Linked DNA regions of Zea mays: region 1 is linked to region 2. A link is a contact called in public Hi-C data. All regions are on one chromosome and are shown on one strand. Each heading gives the region's core, a stretch centred on a gene start, on an enhancer-like site or on the middle of the called end of the contact. The rest is flanking DNA. Distances are from core to core; before and after follow the strand shown.

Region 1 (6,031 bases), core at 1,439-3,938, 220 kb after region 2:
TTTTTATGCTTGCTGCTGATCCTTTTGAAGTATTTGGATCACCTTCGACAAGATACATAAGCTTCCTTAACCCGCATCTCTACAAGGCACAACAAATGGTTGTATCTCATTGTATTGTTTTTGTTTCTCAAATAAACAAGGACAAAACAATCCGTCTAGGAACAGAGCAATCTATATTTCCATAATTAACCTTTCATCTCTGTCTCATTTTCAGCATTTATCTACAAGTCATCATCAACGTCAACCGTAGGAAAAGTAAAAAACATTGTTTCTTAATAACAGCACTACCTACAATAGTAGCATGACATGCAAAATAAGTTACAGATAATTCTTTGATAGACTATTACATTTTCCATAAAGATAATGATGTTAAAGTTAAACATAAACATGATATTAAATTATTAATCATCATTTTGATTGCTGCATAGGAGAATCATTCACATATTAGAAACAATAGTGACAAAAAGTTACTTTTTAACGTTTAGCTTCCAGCCTTCCACAACTACCGAATGGGATCATCACAAGAAACAAGCAACGGCAGAGACATGGAATATTGAACAATTTAAACTGAAGAAAGAGACAAGTGGGAAATGAACATTTCAGGTTTTAAACAATAACATGTAGTCAATGAAAGTCCAAACAGTACCTGCAGCCTTGTTTTCTGATCTTTGTATCGATTGTCTCTAATTGAACTACCTAAATCTGCAACATTTTTCCTTTCAACAATAAAATCTAGAACATATTCTGTAAAATTTTTTTTATGACGAGCGATCCATATGCCATCACCTACAGGCAAACGTTTAACCTGGATGACAAGGTTTAAACAGAAGAATACGAATCACTTTCTCTGGAAGACAACACAAAAATATCAAAATAAGCATCATAGCCCTTCTTTTATATATGTTCAAAAAGAACAAACACATTTGGTACATCATCAATAGGCTGGTGCTCATGATATTTATAAGCAAGATAGAATCATAAAAGTTGCAAGGTTCCTCATAATTTTAAGAATCTAGAAAATGGTATGTAGAATTGTAGACCACAAAATAATTATTCAGAGACAGTTTACAACTAACCTCTACAGGTACGTTAAACTGCGAGCCAATGTTATCAGCAACCTTTTTTGAAGCAACTTTTCTTGAACAATACCTACACAAAAAAGGTAACAACCATGAGAACAAAATTCTGATATGTCTCGAAATATATAATGCTTATTTTATATTAGTAGGATACGATCATACAAACCCAAAATTCTCACGATCATCCAATATCAGAACAACCTCGTAAGCTTCAAGAAACTCTTCACTTGATTGACGAGGTGGCATAGCCAGTATACAATTGTTCATTGATACAACATCCTTGTCTAGCATATTGAAGTCAGTAGAACCCTGGGACAAAAAAATCAGCATATTGCAATTGAAAGTTGTAAAAGGGACAGTACTGTGCAGCACATGGTTTATCCATAAAAAGAATCAAACATACCGTTTTACCAGATGGTTGCAGCTCCAATGTTCCTTGGGATGAAGAAAACTGAGCATTCTGACAATTTAAGTTGGAAGGAGGTCCCTTGCCTTCAAAAGAAGTATTGGAATTAAATAAAAATCATAATGCTTTTTTTATGAATATTATAGCAAGCATAATGCTACCAAGAGAAGCAGAAGCAGCAGTTTTCTTCTTTGTCACACAGCACTTTGGTACTCTTGTTTTCTTTCCTATTAGAATAAACAACACCATTTCAGATTTCACAGAAAAGATAATTGGTGTGGAAAAGGAAAGATTTTGAAACAGCAGACAGTTAAGCATGAAAATCGTTACCATACTCTCCAGCTACATTACCTTTCGCTGGAGAATCCTGCTTGGACTCTGCAAAGAAGCCTTTCATACAGCGTATGAGCCATGGTCCTACACCACTGCACACAGTGATAGAGTATTAGAAACATCCAGCTATGTAAATCAAAATTATTCAAAAAGTCCAGAACTGTATTACTACCAAATAGTAGGTTGCGTATTTCTTTCATGAAAAAAAAAACTCTAGAATCATAGTGCACATTGCGGCTTGTAGGCTAACAAAAGCTACAGAATTGATTAGCAATGCAAACACAAGTTTCTGATATTAGCCCAAGATATGAAAACAATCCCAATTCCTGAAATGTTACTAAAAACACAGCTTTTTAGATCCGGTTCCTATCCAACTACAGCTCAAAATAAGACAATTCCAATTCCCACCAACAATAACCGCACAAAAAAAATTCAATCGAACTCCTCTCTCAGTGTAGCATTTACCCCAGCAACGGACAAAAAAAGAATGGATTGGAGAGGTAGGAGGAAAGAATTAGTACTTGATTTTGGAGAACTCCTTGAGAGTCCGGATGGGCTCATTGGCGGCGCAGACATTGCGGTAGGCTTTGGCGAACGTGCGGTCCAGGTGCTCCTTGAAACCGGCCGGCTGCTCCCTCATAGACAGCCGCTTCTCGTGGAGGCAGCGAGCCACCTCCTCGTTCTCCGGGATCCGCACCTTGAGCTGCATCAACGCCGGCGCCGGCGCCGCCATCTCTGAGAGGTTTTGGAGCTCGGAGAGGGGGGCTGCTGCTGGATCGGGGGTGCTAGGGTTTGGGGTGGAGGGGTGACCCGTGGCCGTAGCCGTGGCCGGGTGGGGAAGAACAGGTCACCGTTGAAATGGTTCGAAGCTCGAACTGATTTGAATTTTGCGGTCGGGACTCACGATGCATGTGATCTTCGCAAGCTGGCTTGGGCTGGGCTGTCCATCTAGAAGGGCAATCCTTAGTGGGCTTTAGTTCGACTCCAAGCCTGCTCGCCCACTCGTTAATAACCGTTGTTCAAATTTTCTCCCCCGTTCACCCCGCCGCGTGCTCGCTTCTCTCTTCTCTCTTCTCTCTCAGCCGAGCTCCCTCTCTCCGCGATTGGCGACGACTGAGGAGCGGGCAGAATTCAAAAAAAAAAAAAAAAAAGAGTGGGCGACCGCCGCCGCCGCCCAACGCCAGGTGCCCGGGCCGCTTTCGCCAGCAACGAGCACCCACCAGGTACGCCCGCCGTTTTTTCTCCCCTTACTACTGTGCGAAACCGAGCATCCAAATTCCAAACCCTAACGGCTAGTTGTAATCGGATCTGATCTATCTACAAGCATCTTCTGCCGACTAACTTCGATTTTGCAAAGATTATTGCGCCTGCTGGGTACGAGATGGGGATAGAGGATTACCATGTCATCGACCTCGTCGGGGAGGGCTCCTTCGGCAAGGTTTACAAGGGCAGGCGCAAGTACACTCGGCAGGTCAGCGTCTCCCCATCTTCTGTCCTGGGCCCGCTGGATTTGGGCCCATCTGATGATTAGATGAACTCCCTTTGTGTGGTTTCGACTTCATAGAGTTTGTTTTCTCCTGTTTTGCTTCTGTTTCAGACGGTCGCCATGAAGTTCATTCTTAAGCACGGGAAGACCGATAAGGATATCCACAACCTTAGGCAGGAGATTGAGGTAAACCATTTCTATTTCTACATGTACTTCGGGTTTGGGTATTTTGTTGTTATTAAACAAAGAATTGGGAGTGGCTACAAAAATTATAATTCTGATGTGGTGTCCGCTACGATTCGGTTGTGCTTGTCAAATTAGCATTATTAGGCAATGGCGCTCCTTATCTCATTATACCATTTCACTTCTTGATGTCATACACAATTCTGTAGATCCTAAGGAAACTCAAACATGAGAACATAATTGAAATGATCGATGCCTTTGAAACCCCTCAGGAGTTTTGTGTTGTCACAGAGTTTGCTCAGGTACACAAGAACTCAGTTTGATTACCTTGTCCTTTCTCATCTTTGACTGGTTTCAATTGTTTGCAGCTGGCTAACTCTAATGAAAATGCTTGTCTCAGGGAGAACTGTTTGAGGTGCTCGAGGATGATAAATGCCTTCCAGAAGAACAAGTTCAGGCAATTGCTAAGCAGCTGGTATGCACATCGCTCTGGCACCCTGCACAATAGCAGGCCAGTTGTTTTGGCCGTCCGTCTTCCCTTCATGGTTTCAACATATTTCATTTCAGGTGAAAGCATTGTATTACTTGCATTCCAATAGAATTATTCACCGGGATATGAAACCTCAGAACATCCTTATCGGGAAAGGATCTATTGTAAAGGTAATCTCTCTTCTATCTTGGCATGCATAACCTGCCAATGTCTTGTCTTTTTTTCCATTCCTGAATCCTGAAGTTTTTATCAAGTTTTCTTTAGTGTACGATGTATAGTAGATGCTTCAAGGTACACCGTACACATATCTCCAAGATGTTGCTGTAGCTAATCTATTGTTGAATTGTCAGTTATTCTAACGTACACACTCCTATTTTTCGTGATCCAGTGTACTTTATTGATTCTATCTGGTATGTTTCAGTTTTCTGTTAAGTTTCTTATAGTATGATGGCAGCTAGACGTATGCAATCATTTTATTAGAATGAGCTTTCATCCTGATGGCCTTGATTCACGCCTTTAATGTTCGCTTATCCGCTGTTGTTTATGTCTTCAAGTTGCGATTCTTATCCATTACGCTACAATGGTTGAAATTTCATTTATTTCTTGCCTATTTACAGCTTTGTGACTTCGGGTTTGCTCGTGCTATGTCAGCTAACACTGTTGTATTACGCTCCATTAAAGGTATCTATTTTTCATCTTGACGTGGTAGTTGTCATCTTAAAAAATAATTTCCTTTTTTCTCAAACGCGAAAAATAATAATTTCCTCATCTTGTAGCCTGTAATTAAGTCTATATATGCTGGTTGGAATACTTCATTTCATATTCTCTGGATCATAGGAAGCCTCCTGCTAGCCACATGTTACCTGTTGGTAGATCTACCACATTCTGATACTCTGATTTTCTAAACTAACATGAGCAATTAGCAAATGTTAATGATAATATGATAAAACATTTAAGCTGTACTGTTATATTTGTCATCTTTCTTAAATCTGTATACATAGGTCATTTATGATCTGAAGTTCTGAACTCTGTCTGCACTTCCTTAAAATTTAGGACTTTGGAGTCGTTTTTCCCGGTGGTTAGCCTATCCCTAGTTGCTTAGGATTAAAGGGCTTTGCTGTTGTTGTTGTTGTTGTTGTTGTTTCCCAGTGGACAAAGTTTATCTCAAATTACTTTCCGAGACACGTAGCTGTACACTGTATTTCATTATATGAAATTGTCTCCTTTGAATTGGCCCTTATGGCATATTATAGCTCATCCAGTCATATACTATATTGACATTGCTTGATCTTGACATTTGTGATAAGCTCCTTTTGCCGACCTTTCATTTCACTAAACTTGTTTTTCCTATGCAGGGACACCTTTATATATGGCTCCAGAACTGGTGAGGGAACAGCCATATAACCATACAGCAGATTTATGGTCCCTTGGGGTCATTTTGTACGTACATCTTCGCTTTCCTACTAGACCTGATTACTTTTGCAATCTTCTCATACTAGTACATTCTTGATGCTATTGCATCATATTTCTTGAGCAGTTGTAATTTTAATCTACTGCTGGCCTTCAGCAAATGGTTCAAGTTGATGCCATCTACTCTGCTTTGTGTTTGATAATTTATCTATCAGGCTAAATTTATTGTTTGGTTGACCAGATATGAATTGTTTGTTGGACAGCCCCCCTTTTATACAAATTCGGTCTATGCACTTATCCGGCACATTGTCAAGGTTACTAGGCTTATTTAGTTATTTTATTTGTTATGGCTGCCTTTTTCAATGTCAGAACTGATTTATATGATTTCATCGATGCGTTAGGATCCTGTAAAATATCCAGATAATATGAGCACAAACTTTAAGAGCTTCCTGAAGGGTTTACTCAACAAGGTCATAAACTCATAACTGGCATTTCCCCACCAGATCACATCTAATGACTTGATCTGTTCCTTTTCTTTTCTAATGCTGTGTGGTATGTAATAGGTGCCTCAAAGTAGATTAACCTGGCCAGCATTGTTGGAGCACCCATTTGTCAAAGATGATTCAATGGGATCGGCAGCTGTA
Region 2 (6,332 bases), core at 806-3,305:
ATTTGACAATTAGTGTTTTGTTTTCCAAAAAAATGCTTTTGAAAAGTGGTTTTAAAAGGTCCGGCGATTGAGCCGTGAGCTATGGTGGACGAGAAGTCTAGTAGATGTTTTTGAAAAGGAAAACCGGTGGAAAACTGCTAAGATACCTGGATGGTTTAGTTCAGGGGATTTTGTTCTATATTGAAAAACTTCCTGCTCCTTTGGGAGAGGATGTGCTTTGAAAAATATAAAATGTTTTACAAAATAACCATGCATCAAATATTGCTCTTGCTGCAAAATATCCTGAGCTCCACATACTCCATGCATTATATCTGATTTCCCCATTCTGTGGGTGAAGGTGGGTTGTTGGATACGTAAGTACTCACTCTTGCTTATTTGTTGTTTTTCATAGAAGAAGATCGTTGATCGGGTAAGAGTTACGCTTGTTCCCAACCATGCATGTGGCTGTTGGACCGCTCATTTGCTTCGCTGCGTATATCGGGCTGCTTTAGCCCCACTCTAATGATATGTCCCGAGTTGTGGACCAACTTTTAAAGTTGATCGTCACCTTTATAGGTTTGTCTTGTTTAAGCATATCTAGAACCATCTGATGTATAAATGTGTTTACTAGCCTCATGGGACTAGTAATTGTATCATATTTGAGTCTCAGAGGATTGAGACGCTTCAGCTGCCGATGTGGCACTACATCCCAGCTGAAACCACTTTGTATGAGATTGAAGCAAATCATCAAACACTTGTTGGGCGAGTTGGTGATAACCTCCTCCTCCTCTGTCGACACCACCAACTATATGATAGACAAAACTGGGGATGGAGCGTGTCGATGTAAGGATCGAGTGGGAGCGGGTCCAGGAGCTAGTTCATGAGCCCACTGTTGGGAAACTTGGAGTGCTCGTCCAGGAAGTACTCCTTGGCGTCGAGGCCGAAGTGGCCGACCTCGTCCTCCATGCCCATCAACGTGTATGCCTGCAAGCACGACGTCCTGTCGACGCTGGCGCGGTCAGGTACGTGCTTTTCGATGGGGAGGTCGAGCTCCTGGCCCGACGATGGTGAGGAGATGAACGTCGCAGACCTTGCGCGCACGGATATTGGACCGACGTGCCTACGATCGAGGTGTTGATGCTCGGCACGGTGTGGATGCCTAGTGGAGGAAGCAAGTCCTGGGAGCCCGGGGTCGCGACACGGACGACCGGGGGCAGATCGACCCGGTCGCAGGGAGAGTCCGGATCCGAATCGAGGAAACAGTGGTGGAAACAGGGCTCCTCGTCGAAGATGGACGTCTCGTCACAGGGCTCTTCGCAGCGCTCGTCCTGGCAGCGCTCGACACCGTCGTAGTGTCCGCTGATGCGCTCGGACAGGCGTGCCTCCATGAGTCGCATTTCGTTGAGCAGCTTGCGGATGGCGGTGTCTTGGTTGCTCCATCGTGGAAGATCGGGGTCGTCGTGGCACAACAACAAGCGGATCCAGGAGACTGAATCTGATACCAGATGTTAGCACTTAGGAAGGAGAAATTTGTCATTATGAAACATAGCAGATGTGAATTCGACGAAATAGAGGTATAGGTGGGGGATTCGACAGTCTGGAAAAGTAGAGAAAGACCAAACTCTGAAATAGACAAGATTTCTCTATTACCCGCTGACGACATAGATTAATCTCCCGTCCCATCGCCGTCATTGCCTGCTCGTGTCGCGCTCCGGCCGACCGTCGTCGCTGCCTACTCGTGTCTTCGTCCGATCGTGCCCATCGTCTGCGCAGCAGCCACTGGCCTGTGTCTCGGCCAGCTGCCAATGCCACTCGTTCTCCACCTCCGCTTTTCACCGTCCAAGGACCCGGCGCCATCGAGTAGCTTCTAGAGGTAGTAGACCACGGGGAGCTACCGAATAATCTAGCAAACTATATACATTTTAGATGTTAGCTCAGCGGCCTAAGAACAGCCGATAACAGATCCTCAAGACAGCCCCTATGTTCTTTCCCATTTCCAGAACTTAATAAACTACAAATATTCAGTAATAGGCTAAAAGGAAAAGGAAAAGATCAACAGGAACACCATATGGTAAACTGAAAGGTAAGATGTCTGCTACAGCTCAAACAGAATCAGGGCCTAGAGCAGCTCAACAAGTTGGTGTACCATCAGTTCATACACTTTGTGTCAATGAAAAAAAAACTGAGGCATGCAATCAGAACATGCTAGTTTACATTTTGTTTTTCCAGCACTGGGAGCTACCGAACATGACGGATGTAGCCAAAAAAAAATGGATGCTACCTTGTACTGAAAATGCAGGGACTGTTCACCTGCATTCTAGCCCTGCCTCCAATGCTCGCCGGGGCTTAGTTTTTCAGCTGGCTCCCAATCTGCCTGAACCCATTGGTCCTCGTTAATTCATCACTGCTTAATCGAACAGTAGAATTAGTATCTTCTACGGCAATATTGGAGCCCTCTTTCAGTGGTCTGCCTCTCTTGGTACCACCAGCTGCAGCGCTGTTCTTCAGCTTGGCATCGTCAGCTTCTTGGTCGGCATCGACCTGTTCTACAAAGTTTTCAACATCTGCTTGATCGATCTTACTGGCGAAGCGCTTTTGGGGCCTTCCCCTCCTCTTCTTTGCAGGCACGACTTCTTCGCCGCTGCTACCTTTGTCGCCCCTCCTCCTTCTCCGGCCACTGCGCACAAGGGCGACGGCAATGGCTGCTGCTGCCACATTGGTGAGCAGTCACCGTCACCGATCTCCACCTCAGACCACTGTCGCTCGTCCTCCATCTCCCAGCGCCCACACCATTCCCTGTGCGCCCACTGCCGACGATCCCACGGTCAGCGGCCCGCTCCTCCTTCCCACGCCCGACAACTCCAACGTCGTGGCGCAGGGCCAGCGGGTGCGCCGCCGAGCGGAACGGCTTCTCGTGCACGACGACGGCCGCGGCGGCCAGGTGTGCCGCGCACTGCAGCGCCAGGAACACCGTCCCCAGGGACTCGCCCTCTCCACCGCCTCTGTTGACCAGGCAAAGGACGAGCAGCAAGGGCGTAGAACGCGGCGAGGGCACCGATCGTCGCGACCTCTGTTCATCTACATCTCAGACGGAGGAGAGCAGCAGCAACGTTAACAGGTAGCTGACGGCGTGAGCATCAGGAAATTAATCTGTGTCGGCAGCGGGTAATAGAGAAATCTTGTCTATTCCAGAGTTTGGCCTTTCTCTATTTTTCCAAACTGTCGAAGCCCTCTTATATGCCTCCATTTCGTCGAATCCACATCTACCGTGTTTTATAATGGAAAATTTCTCCCTACGAAGGGGATGAGAGAGATGTGCTGGAGTAGAGAAGGCTTGGAGAAGGGGATAGCAGCGAAGAAGACGATCTCGTTTGATATATAGCCAAATTGTTCATATCCTTTATAACCAACACACGCCGTTCTTATATTCCACACGTTCACTCGGCCTGCTAACACTTACAAGGCCTACTTCGGCCCAGCCAAACGAACATTAGCGCGTCTGGTCCGTTTGCCGCAATCGTTGCCTTCACACATTCACACTCGTTGCGTTCACCTTCAGTAGCGATGAAAACGGACGGAAACGGACGGAAAAACCCTTCTCCCGTTTCCGCTCCCGCAATTCTTCATCGGAAATGGGAGCGGGAGCGGAACAACCACGGGCGGAAACGGGTCCGGGTTATACGGGTTTACGGAAACGAACCAAAACGGCCGAAAATTAACTGAAAACGAACGGAAATTACCTCAACGGAAAAATTAATCGGAAAATAAGTCCACATCACCACATGATTACATGACCAGTTGACCACATAGCCATTGAACAACATGAAAATAAGTCCACAATAGTACATGAGCACATAACACAATTCCAAATCCAAGTATCCAACAAGTAAACTTACACTCACTCTGCCCACATAAATTCAGTCCATACACAATAACAATTAATAGAGTCTAAATGGTGTGCTCCTCCTCCGGGTCCTGTTCCAGAGTGAGACATATCGAGTCTCAACTGCTGCAAACAATCAAACGTCACTGTATGAACAATTGAATAATTGAGTAAACAATAAAAAATAATCAAACAATCAAGCATGTGGCCATGTGGGCTGCTGGCTGCAAGAAGCAGCAACGCCAAGCGCCAAATAGCTTGTTGCTAGTACTAGTACGTAGTACCTAGCAAGCAGGAAGCAGGAACCAAATACCTTGCTGCTAGTACTAGTACGTATTAGTAATTACATGTAGGATGGATACCTTGCTGCTAGTACTAGTACGTATTAGTAATTACCTGTAGGATGGAGACGCCTGTGCTGCTTCCTGCTTGCTGTCGTACGCCCGCCCGACCGCTGATTCTTGCTTGCTGCTTCCTGCTTGCTGTGCCAGGCTGCCGGCGGAAACACGTGCGAGTTGGCCGTCAGCGAGTCGGCCGCTCGGCGGGGCTGAAGCCTAGGGATTGGAGTCGGCCGTCGGCGAGTCGGCCGCTCGGCGCCGGCGGGGCTGAAGCGGTGAAGCCTGGGGTCTGGGGATTGGAGGTGTCCAGGCGACAGGCGTCCAGCCAGGCAGCCACCGAGGGAATGGGCTTAGGGTTAGTGTTCACGTGTGTGTGGAGAACTGGACGTGGAGTGGTGGGCTTGGCCGCTTTGGGCCCGACGAGTGAGTGGTGGTGGGCCTTAATCCTCGGGTTAAATCCGGGTTTAATCCGGAAATATTCCGATCAAATACGGGATCCCGATAATCCGAACGGAAAATAGCCTTTCCCGTTTCCGTCCCGATCCCGCCGACTCCTAACCCGTAACCCGTCCCGAACCCGCATTTTTCCGGAAATCTAGAAATGGGCGGGTTGAATGTAGAAAATGGGTCGGGTCGGGACGGGAATTTTTCCGTCCGTTTACAACCCTAACCTTCAGGCTTCCATCTGCTGCTGAGTTGTCTCCGGCACTTTACTGGATAGCATGGTTGACAGTTTGACACTGGTATACCTGACAGTTTTTCAGCGCGTCCAACGACCCCGGCGCATGGGAAAACCAAAGTTTCCATCGCCCAATGTGGCATCAAGAAAGAGGACTCACAAATCCATCCATCCATCCAGCGAAAAGCCTAGAGACTCGGTCGGAGCCGACATTCCTCTCCACTCAGCCACACTCACCGGTACGTAGAGGTTGGTTCACGTTTTTTGTAGGAGCACTTAGCCTTGCCAAAATGTCAATGCAAGTGTAGCGACAACGACGGACGCCACGCTTTCTTTGCTTTGCTATGGTGGATGAGCTAAAAAAAGAGCATCAAAACAAATCTAATCCATCCATCAAATTTTAAACTCCAGAAGTGTTTGTTACAAATGTCCATAATTGTCAGAAAATTTGAAACTCCACAAGTACATTACCACGCTTGTTATAGGACCGGGACCGGGACCGAGTGAGATAGTAGCTGTTAAGCAGCTCTAGTTGTTACATTAACAGATCTAAAAGGACTGACTGATCCAAACAAGCATGAGATTCCATCCATCCAAATTGGAGAGCGGCAGGGGTACACTATGAACAAACCTGATTGAAATCTAACTAGATACGGCGTAAACTGAACACACAAAACGACCAAAAGAAGCCCCAACGTGCGTGACGGCCACCTGACGCGCAACGCCACGACGGGCGGCCCGTCTCCTCCTCCGCACAAATACGGGAAGGCGTCGACGCGTTCCTCCATCAGTCGAAGCGACGGCCGCGCCAGGCGGAGACGGAGAAGATGGCGCGCTCCTGCCAGCAGAGGAAGAAGGCGCCCTTCTCCTCCCGCACCTTGAACCCGTCGCAGCCCAGCCCCTGCGCCGCCCGCCGGGCCTGCAGCAGCGCGTAGTAGCTGAGCGGGACGCGGGCGAAGCCGGCGCCCTCCATCCGCGCCGCCCAGCGGTCCAGGCGCTCGTGCCGCTCCCGCCGGTCCGCGCCGTCGCAGGCCACGATGTTCTTCACCTCCTCCCCGAGGAGCCAGCGCTCGACGCGCGCGCGCTCCACCGACCCGCGGGGCGCCGCCGACTCCAGGCAGTCGAACAGCGCCGCGTAGTAGTTGAGCGCCTCCACGAACCGCTCCGTCAGCGGCGCCGCGTTGTGCGACGCCTCCTGCTCCGTCACCACCACCACCTTGGGCGACAGGCCCCACAGCGCGCCCAGGAACGCGTCCGCGCGCGACGTGGACGGGGACACCCCGGACTCCGGGCTCCGCTGCCTCTTGTGGTCCCCGCTGCCCTGGTGGTGCTTGCCGGAGTCGTCGTCGGATGCCAGGAGGCAGTGCAGCTGCAGGCTGGAGGTGACGGCCAGCGCCTCGCCGGTCTTCACGCGGAGGGACTCCACGTCCAGCGCCTCCAGCCGGGACACCAC

The links. A called contact is a pair of places that touch in the nucleus more often than the background predicts.
Region 1: a Hi-C map of endosperm shows a contact between it and region 2, with 2.3 times the contacts expected there. The contact joins the promoter of LOC103650755 here to the promoter of LOC111591184 in region 2. A contact is called at or near these places in 2 of 25 Hi-C or Micro-C datasets (ear and endosperm).

Annotation. Positions count from the first base shown.
Region 1 is chr3:153,166,912-153,172,942 of Zm-B73-REFERENCE-NAM-5.0, forward strand. It overlaps LOC103650755 (serine/threonine-protein kinase TIO), which reads left to right and starts at 2,689. Exons shown (of 23, transcript XM_008676326.4): 1 at 2,689-3,041; 2 at 3,176-3,289; 3 at 3,416-3,490; 4 at 3,697-3,789; 5 at 3,888-3,962; 6 at 4,055-4,147; 7 at 4,595-4,658; 8 at 5,333-5,417; 9 at 5,629-5,701; 10 at 5,789-5,857; 11 at 5,951-6,028. The coding sequence starts at 3,200. It overlaps LOC103650756 (crossover junction endonuclease MUS81), which reads right to left and starts at 2,738. Exons shown (of 11, transcript XM_008676327.3): 1 at 2,340-2,738; 2 at 1,837-1,910; 3 at 1,647-1,712; 4 at 1,483-1,571; 5 at 1,246-1,388; 6 at 1,077-1,149; 7 at 647-805; 8 at 1-79. The coding sequence starts at 2,551.
Region 2 is chr3:152,944,136-152,950,467 of Zm-B73-REFERENCE-NAM-5.0, forward strand. It overlaps LOC111591184, which reads left to right and starts at 2,056. Exons shown (of 1, transcript XM_023302129.1): 1 at 2,056-3,356. The coding sequence starts at 2,678. The coding sequence ends at 3,094. LOC100281386 (GRAS family transcription factor containing protein) reads right to left here. Exons shown (of 1, transcript NM_001154304.2): 1 at 5,443-6,332. The coding sequence ends at 5,667.